Regions from separate parts of the Mus musculus genome. Here region 1 is linked to region 2. The links are chromatin contacts, called in public Hi-C maps. All regions are on one chromosome and are shown on one strand. Each heading gives the region's core, a stretch centred on a gene start, on an enhancer-like site or on the middle of the called end of the contact. The rest is flanking DNA. Distances are from core to core; before and after follow the strand shown.

The links. Hi-C and Micro-C count contacts between places; a contact is called where the count stands out from the background.
Region 1: a Hi-C map of stem cell-derived motor neurons shows a contact between it and region 2, with 5 times the contacts expected there. The contact joins two enhancer-like sites. A contact is called at or near these places in 2 of 15 datasets of contacts at CTCF or cohesin (the NIH/3T3 cell line and stem cell-derived epiblast-like cells), 26 of 484 Hi-C or Micro-C datasets (B cells, the Ba/F3 cell line, the G1E-ER4 cell line and 7 more), 5 of 115 datasets of contacts at active chromatin or transcription factors (differentiating embryonic stem cells, embryonic stem cells, neural tube and 1 more) and 1 of 9 other capture datasets (embryonic stem cells).

What each region holds. Positions count from the first base shown.
Region 1 is chr11:96,733,034-96,739,020 of GRCm38.p6, reverse strand. The region is part of intron 10 of Skap1 (src family associated phosphoprotein 1); the gene reads right to left. Among named protein-coding and RNA genes, the nearest start is that of Snx11, 42 kb to the left of the region's middle. Within about 2 kb of position 2,905, at least 24 of the 459 cell types and tissues checked have an H3K27ac peak or open chromatin away from gene starts, as enhancers often do. A contact at or near this core is called in stem cell-derived motor neurons, where this site is marked.
Region 2 is chr11:96,577,525-96,583,692 of GRCm38.p6, reverse strand. All of the region lies in intron 4 of Skap1 (src family associated phosphoprotein 1), which reads right to left. Among named protein-coding and RNA genes, the nearest start is that of Gm38960, 41 kb to the right of the region's middle. Within about 2 kb of position 4,587, at least 19 of the 459 cell types and tissues checked have an H3K27ac peak or open chromatin away from gene starts, as enhancers often do. A contact at or near this core is called in stem cell-derived motor neurons, where this site is marked.

The DNA of each region.
Region 1 (5,987 bases), core at 1,656-4,155, 160 kb before region 2:
TGTGGTAAAAAATTACTCGGTGATGAATATGGTTTACTCTGTGCAGTATTGGAGGTGTAAGGAATTAAACTACCGTCTTTAACAGTGAATTTATTATTACCTCTGTCAAAAGACGAAGCCTTTAACAGCATTTGTTATAAATTCACTGCAAAATAAATGGCTGGCTTTTTTTTTTTTTTTTATGCTGGAGTTTGTAAAGCGTTGGGCAATTCTGAGCATTAACCTAACCCCTTCATGGCTTATATGGTTCTGTGTAAACATCTGGTGTGGGACTTTCTACCTGACTCTGGGGTGTGTGCGTGTGTGTGTGTGTGTGTGTGTGTGTGTGTGTGTGTGTGTGTATGTGTGTGTGTGTGTGTGTTGAAAGTGAAAGAGCCTGTCTAGGACAACAGTTTAGAAATAAGGAGATTAAAGAGAAAACTGCAGTTGTATCCTCTCTCTCTTAAAGGGTTTTTATAAGAAAGAGACAGGATCCAAGGGGCCAGGGCTGTCGTGCAGTCGGCCCCTTGCTCGCAGGCCTACGTGCATGCACGTGCACACAAACAGAGGCACACAAACATGGGCTCACAGGCCTATGTGCATGCACGTGCACACAAACAAGCAGCCTCTCCCTTTTGTCCTCTCCTGGAATGGGTATCCCCTCATTTATAAAAATTACCTGCAAGGAATGAGGCTGCCAGGGTTTGTTCTAGACGATTGGTTCCTGTCTGGGGGAAAGGAATGGCCTCCACTGAATTTGACCGGTGTATGACCGTTGCCTTCCAGCTGACCCCAAATCCCATTCGCATCCCCCTAACTCCTGCTTCCCAAAGGGGTTATTAATGAGAGAAAATACCACCACCATCATCATCTTCGTCATCACAGCACGGTGTTGACCTGCTTGTTAACATGCAATGGGGTGGCGGGGACACCTTCTGCGTTTCCCCCATGCCATTATAAATAAGAAAAGATAGCTTCTGATGGTCTACCCCTGCCTACCCCTTTGGTTAGGTCAGAGGTGAATAATAGTTCTTTGACAGGCATTGATCAGTTTCATCACACTGTTTGGGCAGTCTGTGCCCCAGGCCTATATTTCCCCACTTACGACTCCCAAATTACCTCCCAAATAACCTTAGCCCATCCCCCCACCCCCACTCAGTCAAGCTGGGGGTACGACGCCTGAGGAAGTCCTAAATGGACACTAGATGTCACCAAACACCTCCTTTCCCTCAGAGCCCTGAAATTAAAAATAAATAAATAAATAAATAAATCCTTCCTTTAAAGCAATCGAAGGGATTAACTTAGGGGTTTTTATGAGCGGTGTTGTCACATTCAACTAAACACACCTAAAAGAGGAAATATCATTGCACGTTCTCTTTCTCTCTCAAATAATATACAGATTTTTTTTTTTTTAAAGAAAGGAAGGAAGGAACAGCCCAAGGGAAGAGAACGGTCTATATTCTTAAGTAGTCCTTTAAGGAGGTAAGGGGGAAGAAACCCCTGGGTTTTTTAAGTCCCCTTACAACAGGCATTATGTTAACACAGCCCAGGTATGCCCGGCCAGGCCTGCTACATTTAGGCAGCGGGAGCCAGAGACAGCTGTTCCATCCCAGGTAACAGAATCTATCCTAGTTCATAGAAAGTCCATCTACCCACATGAAGAGCCTCATGATACACTGTTTCCACCAGCTAAGATGTCAGCCCAAAGACGGGCACTGCAGAGCCCTGAAAAGACCTTCCTGTCCTGGCTAAGCCATCACGTATCAACCCTAAGGAATGCCCAACTTGTTGCTCCAATGCTGATTCCCAAAGAAATAAGGCCTTAGAGCCTTATCAGTGAAGGACACAACCCAAGCTTCAGAGATGCATCCTTCTGGCTCAGTTTACCTCCACAGGAGGCAAGGGGTATGTGGCTCTTCTAGTTTCCAGTTAACTGTGTTTTTCCTTTCGGTTTTTGAGACAGTCTCAATATATGTCCCTGGCCGGCTCAGAACTTGCTATGTACACCAGGCTGCTTTGGACTCAACAGAGAGATCTACCTGCTTCTGCCTCAGTCTGCAGGGATTAAAGGTGTGAGCCTCTACACCCTACAAAGTTTCTCCTTTTTATTTGCTGGGCCGCTCATGTTACTGCCATAAATCAGTTCTAGAACTGATCTGTTTCCCATTGGCCATTCAGTGATGTGGTATCTCAGACAGCAGAAGCACCTATGCTATTTAGAAGGAATGTTTTCTAAGGGAAAACCTTGCTGGCTGGAAGTCAGGCCACTTCCCTGACAGGAAACTTGTGACTTCTCTAATCCAAACAGAGGCATCTTACTTATCCTTTAAGAGGCCGGAGAGTGGATTCCAGAGGGCCCTTGCAGCCCTCACATACAAGGAGCTAAGCCAGGACACCATGTCCTCGCCCCGAGAGTGATTCAGCACCTGCCCTGTCATGCATGGTGCTCAGACAGAATGGATTTTTGGAGTACACCTGTTGTTGAACCCCTGCCAGGTACTGATGGTCACTAACCCCCAAATCACTTTCCCCCCTGCTGTTGATGCTTGGAATGTCGGACAGGACCGAGCGGCAGCCGGTGTGTATTTCAAACACAGCAGATGGATTTTTATATTAGCTCCTATTTCATGTTCAGGCAGAGCGACCGCCACACTAAAACCACACAGCCTCAGTGCCGCCGAGTTTGCTTCTGTGAGATTAATTCTGTGAAATTAATTGGGACAAGATTGAAAAGGAAATTAAAATGCAGCCGAGTGAACAGGCCTCTCAAACACCTTTTCTCTTCTCTGTTCAAACTCGAATTCTGCGGTGGTCGCCGGCATCGTGGGAAGTAATTTACGAGGGGCAGGCTCTCAGGAGTGATCCGTTACGTATGAGGAGACCTGCACCAGCGCCACAATCTGGAGCCACTGAAAAGCGCTAAACCGCCCTGCTGTGTCTGGCGCTGTGTCCTGGCTCCTCCAGGGGGAGGAAGAGAGGCTCTTACCAGCAAAAGCCGCTCAGAAATCTCTGGGCCCAAAAGGAGTGCAGGAACATCCGCTGGATGTTCACATCCGCTTCGTTATTAAAATCTTTCTCTAATATATTTTAAGATCCAAATTAGAAGTCAGCGAGTTAAGTGGGCATGAAGCGGCATGGGGCCTCGGAATGTTTGGATGTGCTGAGGGGCGGTCCGCGGGAGGGCTCTCTGCTGCTGTGTCCTTGTTACTGCTCCTGAGATGGGTACTTGGCTCAGGCCTCTTCTGGAAGAGAGCTTTGGAGACTTTCTGGTGTCAGTGATGATATTTCTAAACCACAAAGACACAGTGGATTTCCACATAGGCCTCTTCACTGGGTAGTGAGTGTTCTTACCTACGTGAGAGAACTTTATTTTGTGTCTCAACCGATGGAGCTTCTGAGAAGTTCTTGGTGTATGACCATTTTTCTCATTACATATATATATATATATATATATATATATATATATATATCCAAAAGGAATTAAATTTGTTTATATGTGTGTGCGTGCGTGTGAGTGCCACAGCTTGTGCATGCGCATGTGCCAACAGGCAAGCATGTGTCGCTCAGGGGACAACTTCTGGGAGTTGATTCTTTCTTCCTGTCATGTGGGTCCCAGGGATGGAACTCAAGGGGCAGGCGTGGTGGCAGGCATCTTCAACCACAGAGCCATCTTGCTGGCCCTCATTTTGCTCTACTGTATCAATGATTTAATGAAATCATAAGGAAATGCCCAACACAAAGGGTCCTTTTGGTGTAGTGTTAGTGGATGGGAAGGAAGAATATAGGAGTTGTCATTACTTAAGGGGTAAATATGCCTTAACATACATTCTCTGACCACAACCCTATGAATGGAAACTATCCTACTTTTTACAGATAAGGACATTAAAGCCTAGAATGTTTAAGTGACTTTTTTCTTTTTTGTTTTTTTTTTTTTTCGAGACAGGGTTTCTCTGTATAGCCCTGGCTGTCCTGGAACTCACTCTGTAGACCAGGCTGGCCTCGAACTCAGAAATTCACCTGCCTCTGCCTCCCAAGTGCTGGCATTAAAGGTGTGTGCCACCATGCCCGGCTTTTTTTTTTTTTTCAAGGTTACACAAATAACCTACCTGAGTATAGGACAAGTGGTAGGCTGTTTGGATAACTATGAAGTACATTTCTTTATCTATCTATCTATCTATCTATCTATCTATCTATCTATCTATCATGTACTATATTTATGTATGTATGTATATATATATATATATATATATATATAATGTATCGTGTATGTGTGTGTGTGTGTGTGTGTGTGTATTACAGGGCTGGAGATCTGGGTCAATGGTTAAGAGCACTGCCTACCATTCCAGAGGATCCGGTTTCAATTTCCAGCACCCATATGGTGACCCATTAACCATCTGTAACTCCAGTCTCAGAGGGTCCAAAGCCCTCTTCTGGCCTCTGAGGGCACAGACATATGTACAGACAAAATACCAATACATGTTAAATAAAACAAGCAAGCAAGCAAGCAAGCAAACATCCCCCGATCCCAGCAGGGCCATCAAGGACAGTCCAGGGTTAAAAGCTGGCATCTTCCCCCTTTCTAAATGCTCATCTTACTTCCCTGCCTTGAGTCTCCTTCTTCCAGGCTCTCTCCTTGCAGCCTTTTCTTTTCCTTTTCCTTTTCCTTTTCCTTTTCCTTTTCCTTTTCCTTTTCCTTTTCCTTTTCTTTTCTTTTCTTTTCTTTTCTCTTTCTTTCTTTCTTTCTTTCTTTTTTTTTTTTTTTCTGAGACAGGGTTTCTTTATTATGTAGTCCTGGCTGTCCTGGAATTCAGAATGTTGACCAGGGTGGTCTCAAAATCAGAGATCGGCATGCCTCTGTCTCCCAAGGGTCACCACGCCCACCACAGTGTTTTCTTAATGAAGGGCTATGGATTTAACTTGGTAGTAGACCATCCAGGGCCTAGCATGCATAAGGCCCTGGATTTGATCCTCAGCACTGTTAAGTTTTACTTTGAGAGGGATAAACCAGTTGTACCTATGGGGGTGAAGACAAGACAGGTGGCGGTTGGAATGCTTGTCGATCAAATGGAGCAAGTCATTAAAGCTGCACTAGAATGCTGGGTGGATTTCTCGAGCAGCTTTGCAACATCAGGCCCACTGTGTTCAGAATGAAAGTATCTAGGGTGGGAGAAACAACTCCCTCATTTTACAGGTGAGGAAACAATTCCATGGAGCTGAGCTGCACAGCTGTGTCGTGCATCCTGCAGGGAGACATTCGGCAGGGTTCTAGACAGAGGCCTTTCTTGCTCAGCCAAGAGGCTACTGGCCTTTGCAGGGAAGAAATACGGAGTACTCCAGACACCATTCTCTCGGACTAAACTCAGTGTGCGTCAGTTTGTTCTCTTGCTCCAGGTATGGGAGGCAGTTTTATTCCAGCCAAGGAAGCCAGCTGGGGCTGAGGTAGGAAGAGCCGGAGAGAGAATTCCAGAGAGCGGGGAATGGCTGAGCATCTAGATGGCATCAGAATCTCCTTTTCTATCTGTATGAATTGGTTCATTTGTGTTTTTTAGAGACAAGCAAATAGGAAGGGAGGTCTTTTAAGGTTCCTTTTTGTCCAAGGGCTCTGATCGAGTTAGGTAATAGCATCAGGGTAAATCCAATCTCAGATGCTCCCCAAGCCGACGTTAAACAGAATGAAGCTTGCAGAAGGAATGGTCCTTGAACTACAACCTTCTCGTCTCCTCCTCTGATTTGCAGGGATTAAGTATGAGGAAGAGAGGCACCTGGTATTGCTTAGGGGGCAGAGATACTGATAGACTTAGAACCTTCCGGAACAGTGGAGAAAGACGCTGACAGAATAAAGGCAGTGAGGCATTTCCCCTGAATTAAACTCTGATGCCTTAGCATGTAGTCATGGAGGAAGGGAGGTGGGGTTTGATTTTAAAAGACCAGTCTAATGTTCTTAGGCATCTCATAGAAATGCCACAGCCATGGTAACCACACACCACTCTATAAGGGGACAGGTCACT
Region 2 (6,168 bases), core at 3,338-5,837:
TCAAATGGAAGGCGGGAGGGGATGATCAAATGATTTTACATGCAAATATGAGAATATCACAATTCAGCCCAGTGTTTTGTGCAGTTAATATAAATTAATAAAAAATTAAGCAAATCAGAGGTATAAATGCATCCTAATCAAACTAGAGCCTACATCTTCTAACAGGAAACTGAGCCCCATGCTTACTGTTTCTGACAGATTAGCTTTATGGAACAGCAGAATGTTCAGTATGACATAGATATTAGGAGCAATACTGTTTTATTTAAATCTACCTAGGAGGGCTGGAGAGACGGCTTCGTGATTAAGAGCAGTGGCTGCTCCTCCAAAGGACCTGAGTTCAATTCCCAGCACCCACATGTCAGCCCACAACTGTATCTGTAATCCAAGTGATTTGAGACCCTCACACAGACATGCATGTGGGTCAAACACCAGTGCACTTAAAAGCAAAATAAATAAATCATTTAAAAAAATAAATCTACCTAAGAAGGATTATGCCAACATCCCACAAAAGTATCACTTTGATCTGCATGCACAACACACCTATAGCAACACTATAGCCTAATATATGAGCACGTGGAGTATATTTTATTTTAATGGGAGACAGGCACATGAATGTGTCCCAGGAAGGGGTCTTTTCCATTAACTTTTATAAAGACTTTCATTTCCAACTTTCATTAACAGCTGACAAGCCGGCTAAAACAGCTTTGCTCAGAGCTTAGGTTCGGGGCAAAACCCATCTTGGCAGAAGTACTCTGAGATTACACTCACCGACTGTGCGAGAATATACTAATTTGTTTTGTTTTGTTTGGAGTGTGGAGAAAAGAGGGAGAAAAGGAGAGTGGAGTCATGGACCCTGCTTCACGGTTGCCATGGCTGCAAGGCCGGCCTTCCATACTTGGATCTACCAGCAGAGTTCAGACAGGTCAACGTGTGACCGGCCCAGGCCCTGGGGTCAAAAGTTCAGGCCGCGATGGAAAAACCAATATGTCCACGCAGAGTATGCTGTACAATTTATTTCAATTTACATCAAGCCATGCATATAAAATTTAGATAAATTCCATTCAAATCTGATGTTGCCTGACACACAATGTATGCAAACAGATGTCTGTGGGGCTTTTTCTGTGCTATAGAAAACAACATTAAATTTAAAAATATGTCTCTGGGAATTCTTTATTGAATTACAAAATGAACATAATTTTAACTTAAATGTTTTCATTCTTTCTTCCAATTTTTTTTTGGTGGGGTCTTAATAATTCCTCAGTTCTCAATCTATCCTGTGTCATATTAAAGAGGATAATGTATATTTACAACTACAGCTTCAGTGTTATCGTAGTTATAGATTCTATTTATAACTCTTACCACTTTCCACAGATATTTAGTGATTGATATTTCTGATTTATCACTGGCTGCTGTGCTCATCCCCCCTCCCCTGCCTGCTGAGAACCAGCAAGGGTCATACAGGCTGCTGGATCGTCTTCCAGCCACAAGGTGGCTCCCCCCCACCCCTTCTCTCAAACCGACAGGGTACAGGCACACCTTTGCTGAGGGCTCTGGCAGACAGGGTGAAGACACTAATTATGAACTGTCAGTACCGTTCTTTTCATTGTGAATTCAATGGCTCACAAGCCAGTCTTTGGCACACTAAGTTATGGTTCACAATGGTTATTTAAAAAGAGGAGGAAGAAAAAGACCCTTATGCTCTGCTTAATTTCCCTTCAGCCATCTTTCCAAAGGTACAGCTGAGCTAACATTAGCGTAAATAAGGAAAATAACGAAGTGCTCCAGAGGGACCTAATTTTGTTGCCTAGGAATAGAGCGATGAGCTGGAACAAGGTCAGATTTAAAATGAATGCACCCTGTACTTCCCTTCCCCTCTTCATGGGCAAGTTTGCATAAGGATTTGTGGCACTGTCTTAGGAGCCCCACGTTATGCAATGGACCAAGAGCAGCCATCTCTAAATACACAAAGTTCAAAAAGAGCAGAAATTACCGCTTGTTTTTGTTCATTTGGCTGCAATGCTCCCTTCTTATGGCCTATCAAACAGGTTGCTTAGCTCGCACATAGGGCTTTTACAGGCACCATCATCTCTTTCTACAGCCAAAATGGGCATAGAGAGACGCACCCTTCATCTAATTATGTAGCAGGTCTTTCCAGAATTGTAGGTCCTGATTCTCACATATACCATTCTCTGATCTCAAGGGGGAACCACCATTTGAGTAAAGCTACACTTTCCCCATCTGTAAGATGGAGATAAAAACGGGGCCTGCTCCTCTTCATCAAGATTGGATGAATTAATACACATAAATTACTTGCAAGAGTTCTTGACACATAAGAGCCAAATGAGCAGTTGAATATCGACTTGAGCTCAGTCCCCCCTTGTTTGTAAGTACTTTGAGACACAGTTGTTCAACTAAAAGAGCGTTCATGGATTTCATAAAGACAGGAAGTGGAGCATTTTCTAGATGCCTGCGAGCTGTCAAGAAGCCGAATGATGGTGTCTGGGATCTTTCTTCCTCAAAAAAAAAAAAAAAATTAAAATGTAAGCATTTTCTCTCAATTCATGTCATTTCTTTCAATGCACTCCTTACAAAAGAAATTGATTTTCATGTCTGAAGTTTGTTTCTGATAATAGTTTAGAACAATGCACCATCTCACTAAATAGCTATATGTAATGTTTTGAACAATTCGGTTACAGTATTTATGTAGCAAACATTTTCATTTTCCTGTTTAAAAAAAGTCTCTGGAATCTTATTCATGCCAGAACAAGCCTTGTTAAGCTTCTTGTTAAATTTTAAGAATGGGAGTTCCTTGCTTCTAATGTAAATAAACATTTTGAATACCCTGTTAGGCACTGCCTTGACAATTCTCCAGTAAATTTTCAAAAGGTATAAATGATATCCTTAACTTAAACTGGCCTCTCATAATTCAACCACTAGCTAAGGTTTCTGTAGACACAAAATCTTGCATTAACATAAATCTTTGTTTGTATAAGGAACGATCTAGATAACAGAGATATAAATACCTATGTGTCGGTATGTATATATACATGTATGTTCACATATATGGTATTTTAGAGGCTCCCATCTATTTTGAAATACATATACAGAGACCATGCAAGGTAATTGAATCAATGTTCAATAGTCACGGAGCGCAGTATGACAGTTTTTAATGCTTGCTACGCTGCTATGCAACTCCTTACTCGTTATTATCCCTGTCAGCTACTCTGAGTGCCCGGCAGACAAATGCTAGCCCAAGTCTTGATCATTCATTTCTCATTGGAATTATCTCAAGCCTAACTCTCGAGAACTGCTTCTCCATGCTGTCCTGAGGAGATCAGAGTAAGTAGAGAGGAACCCTTATGGGAGAGACAATTCGGCACCTTGCTTTTGAAGGGCTCTCATCTTGGTTTTGCCTCTACTTGTGCAAACACAACTTCAGAAGACTCCCTTTCTATTATGGCAAGGCTCCTGTGTGGCTAGAAGCAGTGTGTTTGGTTGCCAGAAGCAGTTTTTGCGGAATGTCTCAACTTTCTCTTTATATTCTTAGCAACTCTCCCCCCCTCCCCAACTGACTTTAATGCCAATCCCAGACATCAGTTAACAGAACCCGGCCATGAACAGCTGTACCGAAGCAAGCAGCAATTCGTTATTTGGTTCACTTTGGGGGTATTTGTCCTATGGGTTTTCTAGCCAAAGGCTTATATGTTTCCCAAGAGAAATTTACTTTCATGAGAGAAGAAAATAGAAGCAAATCACTGCTGTTAGACCCCCAAGTCAAAGACACTGGTTTGTTATCCTGTACATGGGAAGTTTAAAAAGCCCACAGTTATAAAAGCAATCATGGTCCCAATCCGTCTCTCATTCTTTCCCAATGTGAAAAATTACAAATGGAACCAAATTTTTCTCTGTCAATAGAATGTGTATGATTACAGCTGTTCATATTTCCACTCTAATGAAGGGCTGCACATTTAATTGTAAGATTTATTAGGGGCTGTACATTGCTGTGTACATGCAAAAACAGTTAATTGACATCTAAAATGCTGGTTGTTTATTCTGACATTAATGATCATATTTCTTCATTTGAAATGAAGAGCATTTTGGGGGGATGTATTTTGTTTCCTCCAAATAAGAAATTAATAAAGTCAATGTAAGAAATAAAAGGAGCCAGAAGGAAAGGAATATTGATTTATGCATGTGAAGACAGGGGAGATACAAGGATGCTTTATTTATTTATTTATCTTTAAAGTCCATAATCCCCCATTCTGCTGGAAACAAGAGGGTTGATTGCCAGCTTTGTTTGAATTCACAGAGATCTCATACAAGGCCGGGTTCATAAACAGGTGAAATGATGGAGTTTATTGCAACGCACATCAACACTGAAACTAAATAACTGTGTTGCCATCTCAGTCCCGCTGAAAGACGGATGGTAAACTTGACCTGCCGCTGGTACTATCCGATTGCCATTTTTTATTCCCCCTTCGCTGCCCCCCCCCCCAGGCTGAGCCACGTTGAGTAAATGCATGTGCACGGTCAGGTCAGACCCCTGGATCGGGTGAAACTCCGTTCACATTTGCATACAGGCGGAGTCTCACAATGAAAGCCCATCTGTTCCCGTCTCGGAGTACAAATCGATTGTCACCCAACTCGCTGCAAACGACAGCAGCGTGGCCATTAGGTGGAGGAACACTCGGCTCAGGTTACGGATATGGAACTGCTGACTTGGGTTTAAATACCTGATAACTGAAGACTCTTCATTATACGTGAACAAAGAGTGAACTTTGAACTGTTCAGGGGATAACTTCTCCTAAGATTGGGCTCCCCCCCCCGTTTTATCCATTCCTAATACTTGACTGTTATATTTCCCACTGTCTCTGTTTTTGTATAAAAATTAGCCAGGCCGACTGTCATGATGTCCTAAATAATCGCCCCCCTCCCCTTTAAAGCGAGGCGTAGGAGGTGGAGCAGCCTCAGAGTATGTTGTAAATAGAGGGTGAACTCTGAACTCTAGATGCCCTCAGAGGTCGTTAATATCATGGTGATGTTGTTCCTTGAACTTCTGAATTTTACCAGGGTGGAATTTTTAGTTGTAAGAGTTTAACCAAAGTGTGAACTGCCTCAGCCCTTCAGCCTCCCTGCCAACCCATTCAGTTACTGGAGGCACCTGTCTCTGAGTTCTCCTCCGCTCACGGGCCTCATGTTTATTCCAGAGAAGTTTACCAATCACAATCTGAATCAGAGAGGATGTTTTTCCCCCCACCTCTCCCTTGTCTTCTTTCTCCTTTCTCTTTAAAATTCAGCAAGTACCTTAGAGTTTACAGACAGAAAACACAGAGTCTGACAAAAAGACAGAGCTGTTCGAGAAGAAACCCCAGGATAATAAGCCCATCCAGGCAGCAGACGTGATAAACACAAGAAAATTCATGAGCAGAACTATGGGTGGGTTTTCATCACATGCCTGCTTGTCCTGCTTTCTAGCAGGAGTTTCTTTCTTTCAAAGGGAGACACAAGCAAGTGGGGTTTGATCGTGGGTGTTTATATCTGAAAGAGCTCTGCATTGTGCTTCATGAATCACGTGTAACATTAAAGCAGTATTTGGATCATTATCCCACTTTGGCCAGGTCCTTGTGGGTGGTGTTGCCTGTCCACACATACAAGCCCCAGTATGGAGTGGAAAAACATCTTTTGTAACTAGTTACGCTACTTGGTCTTCAACCAGGAATAACGTCATTGCACGGGGGGCGATTTAATAAGTGGTGGAGTGGAAATGGTTGAGCAAGAACTTTCCTGGTTCACTTTAAAGCAGCTATGCACTTTGTCTTATACACACTTCTCTCATAAGATACTTCCTACACTGTTTTACAGAGTATAATGTATTGAGGTGACACTTAGGGGAACTCCAGACTGTTTAAAGCCAGGCTTCCTTTACCACTGCATGTCTTCTGTGCCATTGTTCTTATTGTTGTCCCTTTAAAAATTATACCAGGGTAAAGAAGAGGGGCAGATTTTTCTCCTTTCTTTCTTTCTTTCTTTCTTTCTTTCTTTCTTTCTTTCTTTCTTTCTTTCTTTCTTTCTTTTTCTTTTTCTTTTTCTTTTTTTCTTTTTTTTTATCCCATGCAAGAGTTTACCGTCAACCTTAATGGAAGTTCTACAAGCATCAAAAGGGAGAAT